Linked DNA regions of Sus scrofa: regions 1 and 3 are each linked to region 2. A link is a contact called in public Hi-C and HiChIP or PLAC-seq data. All regions are on one chromosome and are shown on one strand. The core of a region is the stretch at or near the end of the contact, and the rest is flanking DNA. Distances in the headings are between cores, read along the strand shown. Region 1 holds the start of ARID3A (AT-rich interactive domain-containing protein 3A). Region 2 holds the start of CIRBP (cold inducible RNA binding protein). Region 3 holds the start of MED16 (mediator of RNA polymerase II transcription subunit 16).

Evidence for each region. Hi-C and Micro-C count contacts between places; a contact is called where the count stands out from the background. HiChIP or PLAC-seq counts read pairs in DNA pulled down with a chosen protein or histone mark.
Region 1: an H3K27ac HiChIP or PLAC-seq map of alveolar macrophages shows a contact between it and region 2. The contact joins the promoter of ARID3A here to the promoter of CIRBP in region 2. A contact is called at or near these places in 2 of 5 promoter capture datasets (fetal liver and liver), 1 of 47 Hi-C or Micro-C datasets (liver) and 1 of 2 datasets of contacts at active chromatin or transcription factors (alveolar macrophages).
Region 3: a contact with region 2 is called in a Hi-C map of liver, with 5 times the contacts expected there. The contact joins the promoter of MED16 here to the promoter of CIRBP in region 2. A contact is called at or near these places in 1 of 47 Hi-C or Micro-C datasets (liver) and 1 of 2 datasets of contacts at active chromatin or transcription factors (alveolar macrophages).

The regions. Positions count from the first base shown.
Region 1 is chr2:77,463,609-77,466,806 of Sscrofa11.1, forward strand. It overlaps ARID3A (AT-rich interactive domain-containing protein 3A), which reads right to left and starts at 1,308. Exons shown (of 9, transcript XM_013994805.2): 1 at 1,123-1,308. It overlaps LOC102160393 (a long non-coding RNA gene), which reads left to right and starts at 1,471. Exons shown (of 3, transcript XR_001307031.2): 1 at 1,471-2,004.
Region 2 is chr2:77,193,037-77,196,064 of Sscrofa11.1, forward strand. CIRBP (cold inducible RNA binding protein) reads right to left here and starts at 1,261. Exons shown (of 5, transcript NM_001246197.1): 1 at 1,208-1,261; 2 at 29-170. The coding sequence starts at 131.
Region 3 is chr2:77,489,614-77,492,388 of Sscrofa11.1, forward strand. It overlaps MED16 (mediator of RNA polymerase II transcription subunit 16), which reads left to right and starts at 1,340. Exons shown (of 16, transcript XM_005661362.3): 1 at 1,340-1,483.

The sequences.
Region 1 (3,198 bases), core at 58-2,557, 270 kb after region 2:
AGGAGAGTCCGGAGGGGGCAGCCCGGAGGAAGTGAGAAAAGAAACACTGAAGAGGGAGAAGAAATAAGACGACAGAAACCCCAGTCCGATTTCAAAGGCTTCTTGGAAAGCGGCTGATTTGCATGGTGGGGGGGCAGCCCCTCCGGGCCGGCGACTAAAAACGGAAGATTATTGACAAACCCGCCTCCCGGGGTCCGCGGAACGTTGGAATTGACCAACGCGCGCTCCCTGTGCTTCCTGCGCCCGCTTTTGTGTCTGGGGGGTACTGGACGGAGTTGCGGGGAGGGGGGGGCTCTTCCTGGAGATCCCTGCCAAAGAGTCAAGGCCCGGGTCGAGCACATCCCCAGCCACGGGCACCATGGTGTCCCCTTCAGGGTCCCATTTCTGCCCCAGAGCCGACACTTTATAAATACACCATCCAACCTGGGGAGGGTCGCCAGGGAACTGCCCTCCCCACCCGGCGCTCCCGCTTCCCTCGGGGGCCCGGAATAAAACAACCGATTCCAAGAAGGATAAATGAAGTAACCCAGACCATAGCCCCCCGCGCGCGCAAAGAGACCATTTTCTTCCGCTGGGACTGGGGGGGTGGGGGGTGCGGCGCACACTCTAGACCCTTGGTCACCCCTGCGCCCGCTCCGTGCAATATGGTAGGGGTGAAGTCTCCAAGGGGGGCTCAGGGAAAACCACCCGAACTCCTACCCACTGGGATCGCCTTCCCGGCCCTGGACCCCCACCCACGTTCCTAAACAACTTTGGGGACCACCCCCACTTATTGGCTTCCAAGGCGAGCGGTGCCCACCCGAGACGAAACCCGCGATTTAAAAGGCCAGTCCACCCCCCGCCCCAACCTCACCGCGCGGGGCCCGCTCGGGGGGCGCATGCCCCACGCCTGGCGTCCGGCCCTGCCCCGGCCGCGCCTGGCCTCCGGCCCGGGCCGCGAGCTGCGCGCTGCTGGCTCCCGGCCACCGCCGGGTTTGTGCCGCGCGCCGACTCACCGAGTAGTCGGCCGAGTCCGCGTCTACACCCCCCACCGACCCGATTGGTAAAAGTCTCCCCGCGCGCGGCCTCCCCCGCCCCTCCCCTCCCCCCACCGGCGCGCTCACCGCCCCGCAGACAAATCACCGGGTGACAAATCGCTCTCAGATGCAAATACCTCGCCGGTGAATCAGCGCCGGGGCCCGGGACGCGGGGAGGGGTCTCGCGAGGCCCCCTCCCCCTTCCCGGACGCCCCCTCGCCCCCGGCGCTCGGTCGCACGAAGCTCGACGAGCCCAAGAGGTGTTGGGGAGGGGGAGAGAGTGGACGGAAAATTTCTGGTCGCTGCCCCTTTAAGTGATAATAAATAATAAAAGGGAAGGGGAACAGGGACGCTGGAAGCCCCGCCCCCTATCTAGGGACGGTGGGCAAAGTGCGCGCTGCGGCCCGAAGCGCACAGGACGCCAAGGGCGCGGGCGGGGCTGGGAGCGCCCCAGCAGGAGGGGAGGTTAGGAAATTGAGCCTCCGCCTCTACGGGCTTAGGAGACCCGAGCCCAGTTGGGGAACCCCCCCCATCTTACCGAGCACCCGGGATAGATCTGCCGGGCTCAGAGTTTCACCTCTGCCCCTTAGACTAAGCAACTTAAGAAAGCAGCTTCACCGCCCCCCCCACCCCGCTAGTGGTGCCTCTGTTTCTCTATCTGGAAAATGGGGATTAGAGACCTGGTAAAGAAAGGAGCCGCGGTGACCGGAAAAGAGGGCAGGGCTGGATGGCTGGATCTGAAGGAGGGGCCCTGCGCTGGGGGCTCTGCGCGGTGGGGAGGGGTCTGGGAGATGGCGCGTCTGCCAGGCCCCGCGGTGGGGGGCGGGGGCAAACCGTGCTGGCAAAGGCGTTGGGGTGGGAAAGTGCGTCCTGGATCCCTGGGAGAGCACATCGCTAACTCCTGAAGACCCTTACCCTCGATGGTCACCTCCTCTTGGGAACCTGACTACCCACGCCGTCCAGCAGGAGAGACAAGGTTATCTTCTTGGTAATAGTAGTTCAATAATAATAACTTACACTTCTGAGCTCTTGGTTATTAGGCCATGTGCCCACATGAGGTTCACATTATCGTGTAGTGGAGACTCTTTTAATATCTCCAATTCAGAGAGCGGGAAACTGAGGCCCAGAGTAGGTTACTGGGAAGGTGGGCGCAGGGGTGTGCACTCAGGTACCAGGCTGTGAGCCCCTGGGGCCACCCTTGGGAGTTAATCTCAGGGGCCCAGGCTGCAGCCCAGATAACACCACAATAGAAGTATAGAGGGCTGGAGGGGGCCACCCAGAGGGCTGGCACTTCTCAAGGGCCCCCAAGGGGAGGGACTGGAGTCCCTAATCTTGTGTGGGGGGTGGGCAGCCCTCTCCTCTATGATGCACAGCTTGACCATCTTCTGGGGTCCTCCCTAACACATCACCCGCCCCCATTGCAGGCCTGCTCTCTGGGGGACTCCTAAGTCAGGGGATAGTGCAGGGGAGCGCCCCCACCACACCAGAGCTCTGCCTGCCCCTTTCTGGAACCCAACCTTTCTGGAACCACAAGGCTGTTTGTGCCTTGTGCCGAATGGTAGCAGGTGACTGGGAGTCTTCCACCATTAGGCTATTAAACAGCCAAGCCCAGCTGCCCCCTCACACACGTACCAGAGAGGGTGGAGACAACCAGCCCAGGATCAGGCAGAATTGGGAGACTCAGGGGAGTTAGCAGAGAAGAGCCACCCTTTAAGGGCCAGGCCCCAGGTCAGCTCCAAAGTACAGGGAAGTCCCACTCCACCTAAGAGTCAAACAGATCAGGAGTTCCCGTCGTGGTGCAGTGGTTAACAAATCTGACTAGGAACTATGAGGTCGAGGGTTTGATCCCTGTCCTTGCTCAATAGGTTGAGGGTCCAGCATTGCTGTGAGCTGTGGTTTTAGGCTGCAGATGCGGCTCCTATCCCTCATTGCTGTGGCTCTGGTGTAGGCCCTTGGCTACAGGCTACAGCTCCGATTAGACCCCTAGCTTGGGAATCTCCATATGCTGCGGAGCAGAAAACAGATGCAGCCCCTGTCCCAGCCCCCCCACCACATGCCTGAGCCTCAGTTTCCACCTCTCTAAAATGGGTCAGTTTTTTTCCTTCTATGGTAGTTTGGAGGATTTTGGTACCCTCTGTTCAAAGGGAGGTGGACAAGGAGGGAAGTAACCCAAAGGTCACAG
Region 2 (3,028 bases), core at 11-2,510:
CTGCCAGCCAATCTGGAACCAGCCTCACCTTCTGAGATCTGCCCATATTTTGAGAAGACCTGCTCCAGCGACTGCTCATTGGTGTCAAAGCTCAGCCCTCCAACGAAAAGTTTGCCCTCGTCTGATGCCATGGTCACCTGTGGCAAACACCACTGAAATCCTCAGAGGTCCTGCAGGGGCCGGGAGAATCACCCCCTCGCCGTTTTTTACTTTAGACAAATAACACACGCTCCTGGGACAAACATTGGAAAATTGCTTTTGTGCCCTTTAACCATCCCAAGCTCATACCTAGGGCTTAATTCAAACAAGCCCTTGATTCCTTTATCACTCCCCCTTGCCCCTTTTCTGTGCTTGGGCCAACTCCACTCCCGAAATTGGGGGCTCCCGGAAGGCTAGGGCCAGACCGCGGTTCTGCAGCAAGCACTCTTCAGTGCTGCCTGGATTTGGGACCCCAAAACTCCAGCTACGCTGACACCCTCTCAGGACGTTTAGGGCTGGACAATGAAGGAAGGCATCAATCTCCACTGCCACCGGCTGAGTGCACACTGGCTTCTGTCTTTTGCTAACATGTCGGGGGGTGGGGAGGGAGCTAACTTCTAACCCTCTCTATTATACAGGGGCGGCAAAGTGCTTGGTCTACTGTAGGGTGCTATGATGTTAAAAAGGAGCGGGATGTGGGGAGGTGCTGACTTAAAGCGACCCTTTACAGGAAAGGGGCCTGCGCTGAATGACTCCAAAACCAGGCCTGAAGACGACCCGCAGCCTTGCAACCCCTTGCAAGTTTGGGCCCAAACCTGGGGATCGGAGAGTGGGCGGCACCCATGATGTGCCGCCCTCACACAACTCCAACAGGAAAGAGGGGAGTAGCCCCGGCCCCGCCCCCGCGCATGCGCCCCGCCTGCGGCTTGCGCCACTCCATCCGGGTACCCGGGGCTCCCGCCATTTCGCTGGGCGCAGCCTCGCTCTCGCGGCCGCCATTTTACGGCGGTGACCCGCTCGCGGCGCTCTAGCCCGCGGAGGACGTCCTCCGGCCGCGGCACGGCCCGGTCTCCGCAACCCCTCTCCGCCGGCGGAGCGGACTCCACCCCGGACCCGCCCCGGTACCGCCCCCCGCCCAGGGGCGTGCTGCCACCGCCCCGCCTTGGCCGGCCCGCCTTGGCCGCCCGCCGCCCCGGGCCCGCGGAGCCGGTACCGCCAGGGCCCTCACCACTGAGTTGGGCAGGTCCCTGGCGCAGGCGGGAAGACAGCACAGCACAACGGCCTGAGCCTTCTAACGCGCGAATGAGGGGGGGCAGTTTCCGGGTACGGCCTTTTGTACGCTGCCGCTGGGACCCGCCCCCCCTAAGCCCGCCCCCATCCCCCCCTCCCCGAGTCGGCCAATCCAGGGCCCCTGAGGGCGTGGCTGTGCCTCACATTTATGAGTTGGGGGGCTGGGCCTGTGCCGACCCCGCCCCCTCCCGCGTGCTGGCGGGGGTCAAAGTGCCTGGCGGGGATGCGCATGGTCTGCAGTCTCCAGACCATGACGGGGGGCGGGGCCAGCGCGCTGCTGGGCGGAGCTGACCCACTTCCGCGTGCCAGTCCCTGGCCTGCGGCGGGGAACAAAAGGGGTTCAGGCTGCTGCTTCCTCCTGGGAAAGCTCCCTGGCCGCTGCAACCCCGTCCTTTGCAGTGCTCCAATAATCGCCCACATAGGACCTCAGCCAGATCCCCATACGCACCTGAGGATCAGCTCTCAGACACCCCAACTGATGAATCCTGACATCAGTTCTTATATATTTGCCAACGTGTAACCGACACCCCAGAGTGCCCAGAACCCAATGCTCCTGAATGTCCCGCTTAACGTGACTGGCCCCAAAGCCCTCCCAAAAATATTCGTCATGATCCCATTCTTCCTACTTTACAACTTTGGGGTACCCCAATTTCACCCAACCCAGTTTGCCTACAAATCCCAACTTGCATCCTGACTTCACTCCGTCTAGTGCAACGCCCACACCCCCAGTCAGCTGGCCAGACCCTTTTGTGCATCCCAGCACTAGATGGCTGGCTGACCTTGTCCTGGCCTCTCAAACCCACAATTGGGCGCAGCCCTGAGTCCCACTGGACCTCAACATTCAGCTCAGCCCCCGCCTCCCCTTAATCACGTGCTCCAGCACCCCCCCCAACACTATTCTGCACTCCCTTGGCTCCTCCCCCTGAATCTTTTTCCTGTATGAAAGTCCGAATCCGGAGGCCTCTGCAACAGGAGAACCAGGTTTGCAGGGATCTTTACCCCCAGGGCTGCTCCTCTGGATCCCCATGCCCTCTTTATGGGAGCCCCTCTCACGGCCACCACTTTCACCCTGCCCAGGCCTTGGTTACACTACCTTCTGTGTCGCAGAACCCTCCATGGGGTGGAAAAAGCTTGCACAGCTGCTTAAGGGTAGCGAGTTGCCTGCTGAGGCGAGGGTTTCATCTCCTGCCTGGTGCAGTGGGTTAAGGATCTGGCACTGTTGCAGCTGTGGCAGGTATTCAATCCCTGGCTGAGGAAATTCCATCTGCTGCTGGTGCAGGCATAAAATTAACAACAACAAAATGCTAGTGTAGACCCCTGCCTGCCCAGACCAGAGGCCCAAGCTATATCCCTAGAAAGTCTTAAAAGGGCAGACCCTCTGCATAAAAACAGGGGGATTTTAGAGCAGAGACCCATGCTTTGCTTTGCTGCCTGCCCCAGAAAAGTTCCAGTCCCACTCCAGGAGCCAGACTCTGTCACACCATAGTGACAGAGTCTGGCTCTGGATCTAGCTGATGCAGTAGGGACCTGAGCATGGACGCTGACTCCTGTAACAGGATCGTTGGGACACCTCCTTGGCTCAGGATCCCCTTCCCCAGGCAGCAGCTCATGACTCATGGCAGCCTTGTCTCTGCACCTCCTCCCCCATGCCACAGCTCCCCCCATACAACTCTCCGTCAGCAGCAGCCTGCTGCTGCGTCAGCCACACACGCAGGATGGTTATTAAAGGGAGCAGAATCAACAGTTAGCTCCCCCTCCT
Region 3 (2,775 bases), core at 90-2,589, 300 kb after region 2:
CAGTGTCTTTAAATTGTGTCACCCTGGGTTATCTGCTTTTATCCTGATTGCCCTTCTCACCTGGCCCCAATCAGGGGTCCCTGCTGTCCACAGGGCTCCTCACTGTTGAACCTCACCCTGATCTCCATTTCCCTGAAGATGGATTATCTGCCTCAATTACTGGGAATCCTGCAGGTGACATTTGTCTCTTTCCCCCTGTGTATTTATTTATTTAACTGTTTATATCAGTACAGACGCCTGGACATTCGCTTTCTTGTTTGGGTTACAACACAATATCCTTTCATTTTGTTGCTCAGATTGTTCCAGGTTTGGATACTGGGAGCTCTTTCAGTGATTCCTGTCTCACTGAGGCGGGGTATTTATTTATTTGAGCACCGGGCTCCTCTGCATATTTGTGCTGCCTTCTAGAACCAGGCATTTCGCCCAGGAGCCCAGTTCCTTTCACTGGGGCAACGTTTAGAAACCAAGAACTGGGTGCTAAGTGTGCTGAGTTCCATTTTAACAGGCATTTTAAAAAGTTTTAAACACAGATGCTAAATAATGGAAATCCAAATGGCTCAGAGGACATCAGGAGATACTGGATTAACCAGCTTGGAGGCTCCCACCTGTGAAGGGGACCGAATTTCTGGTGCCTGGAGGCCAGTCTGGACTTCAGGGCGCGGGTGTGGTGGCTCTAGGGGACTCCACAGGCCTCCTGCACTGACACACAGACTCGGTCCTGCGGCTGCCCCTAGCTGGCTGTTTTCTTCCCACTCCGATTCCCTGAGCCCGGCCCCCATACCTTTGCCCAGGCGCTAACTGCAGCCCAGTACACCTTCCCCGAAATATCAGGAGGTCTTCCTAGAAAAGACTTTCCCAACTGGGGAGAGCCCGACAGAAAAAGAACCAGCTTTTGATAGCGGGAGACGAGTGAATCCAGAGAAGCCCACGACTGGTTAAGCCGTCTTGCTTACGGGGAAAAGAAGCAAGGAAAAGCAAAATATGGAACGCTTCACGAATTTGCGTGTCATCCTTGCGCAGGGGCCATGCTAATCTTCTCTGTATCGTTCCAATTTTAGTATATGTGCTGCCGAAGCGAGCACGACACCGGGGTTAACCCGACCGCTATTTATAGGGCGGAGTATAAAATACTTTACGCTAAGGGTGAATTCCGTTTAGAAGAAAAATACTCAGTAACTTGTCTCTTCTTTTCTGATATCAGTGCAACAATAGCTTAACAGAATGAGGCTACTCACTGAAGTTGAGAAAGTGTTCTTTCACGAAATATAATTCGGGTGGCTGTTGGGAAACTATCAATGTATGTATGCAAATTATATCGGTAGTGGGGCGGGGCCGGAGCCGCTGCTGTCCCAGAAGTCTCCGGGAAACGGCCGCGCTACGTGGGCGACTCGTTGATCCGGGGAAGATGGCGGTGCCGTAGCCGCGCCGATAGGTGGAGTGCAGGCCGTGGCCGTCCGCTCGGCTGGGAGAACAGGCCGTCCCGGTGAGCGGGGACTGGGGACTTGGGCGTTGGGCCGGCCTCAGGACGGTGCCTACGGCCGCGGCGGCGACTAGCGGGCCGGGGGCGGGGCCTGTAGGGTTAGAGGGCGGGCCTGGAGAGCAAGGGGTGCTGGGTACGCGCCCGGGAGCACGTTGGGCGGGGGGGGGGGGTCGCGACGGAAACTTGGGGGAAAGTCTGAGGCGTCTGGGAATCCGGGCACTCCGAGCTGGGGAAAATCGGGGCTGGGCCTGGAACCTGATCAGGGGTTGGGAGGTCTAAGGCTGTATTTTCCTGGGGAGGGGCCTGGGGATTCTGGTGGGCTGGAAGGCGGCCACTGGAGACCAGCACCTGGCTATTGGGTAGTGGTCCCTGGGGTGGAGCCTGAAGTGGCAAAAAGAGGCGGGACTTGGAGGGTTGGGAATTTGGAGGTGGTTATAGGGAGGCGAGTTGTTTGGGAGACCCTGGGGAGAGAACAAATTTAAGCTATCCCTGGGAACACAAGGGGCAAATTGGGACTGGGGTCTGGAAAGCAAATATTGTAGGGGGCGGGGCTGGAGAGCTTTGAGGGCAGAGCTTAAAGACTGCTGAAGGGGCCTCTGGGCAGGGCCTTGGGGTTCCTGGCCAAGGCTTGAGGAAGCGGGAGGCCTGGGGGAAGTGATTGAGAAAGATGGGTTGGTCATACAGTCTCATTGGGTTCTGGTAACGGTGAAAATAACCGTAATCAATGCCCGGCACATAGACAGCAGGTGGAAATGTTCATTGTTTCCGTTGCGGTTGTTACCTTTGAAGTGCTGCACCAAGCTGCTGCCTGCCCCCCATCCTGCCTCCTTGCCTCTGCCAAAGGCTTCTCTAAGGATAGAGCAGTCCCACCTCTCCTCACTGCTTCATGGTCCCCATCATTGTTCACCTGGACTGGCATGGTCACCCCCACCCTGTCCCTAAGCCTTTCTCTCCAGACAGCCAGAGGGGTGTGTGAAACATAAGAAGGTCTCAGCTCCCCTGGGGCTCCCACCTCACTCAGGGTGAAAGCGCAGGCCCTGCATGACCCACCCCACCCTCACTTTACCCCTCCCTTCCTCTCACTCAGTTCCAGCAACATGGGCCCCCTGCCGCTCCTTGATGACCCTGGGCTTGGTCCAGCTTCTGGGCCTTTGCACTGGCTGTTCCCCCTGCCTGGGATATCCTTCCTCCAGGCTGCATTCCTGGATCCCTCACTTCTACGCTGGGAGGCCTCCCTGGCCATCCATGTGTCAGATATAGCTCCCCTGACATACACAGAGCAGGGATTGAGTCTT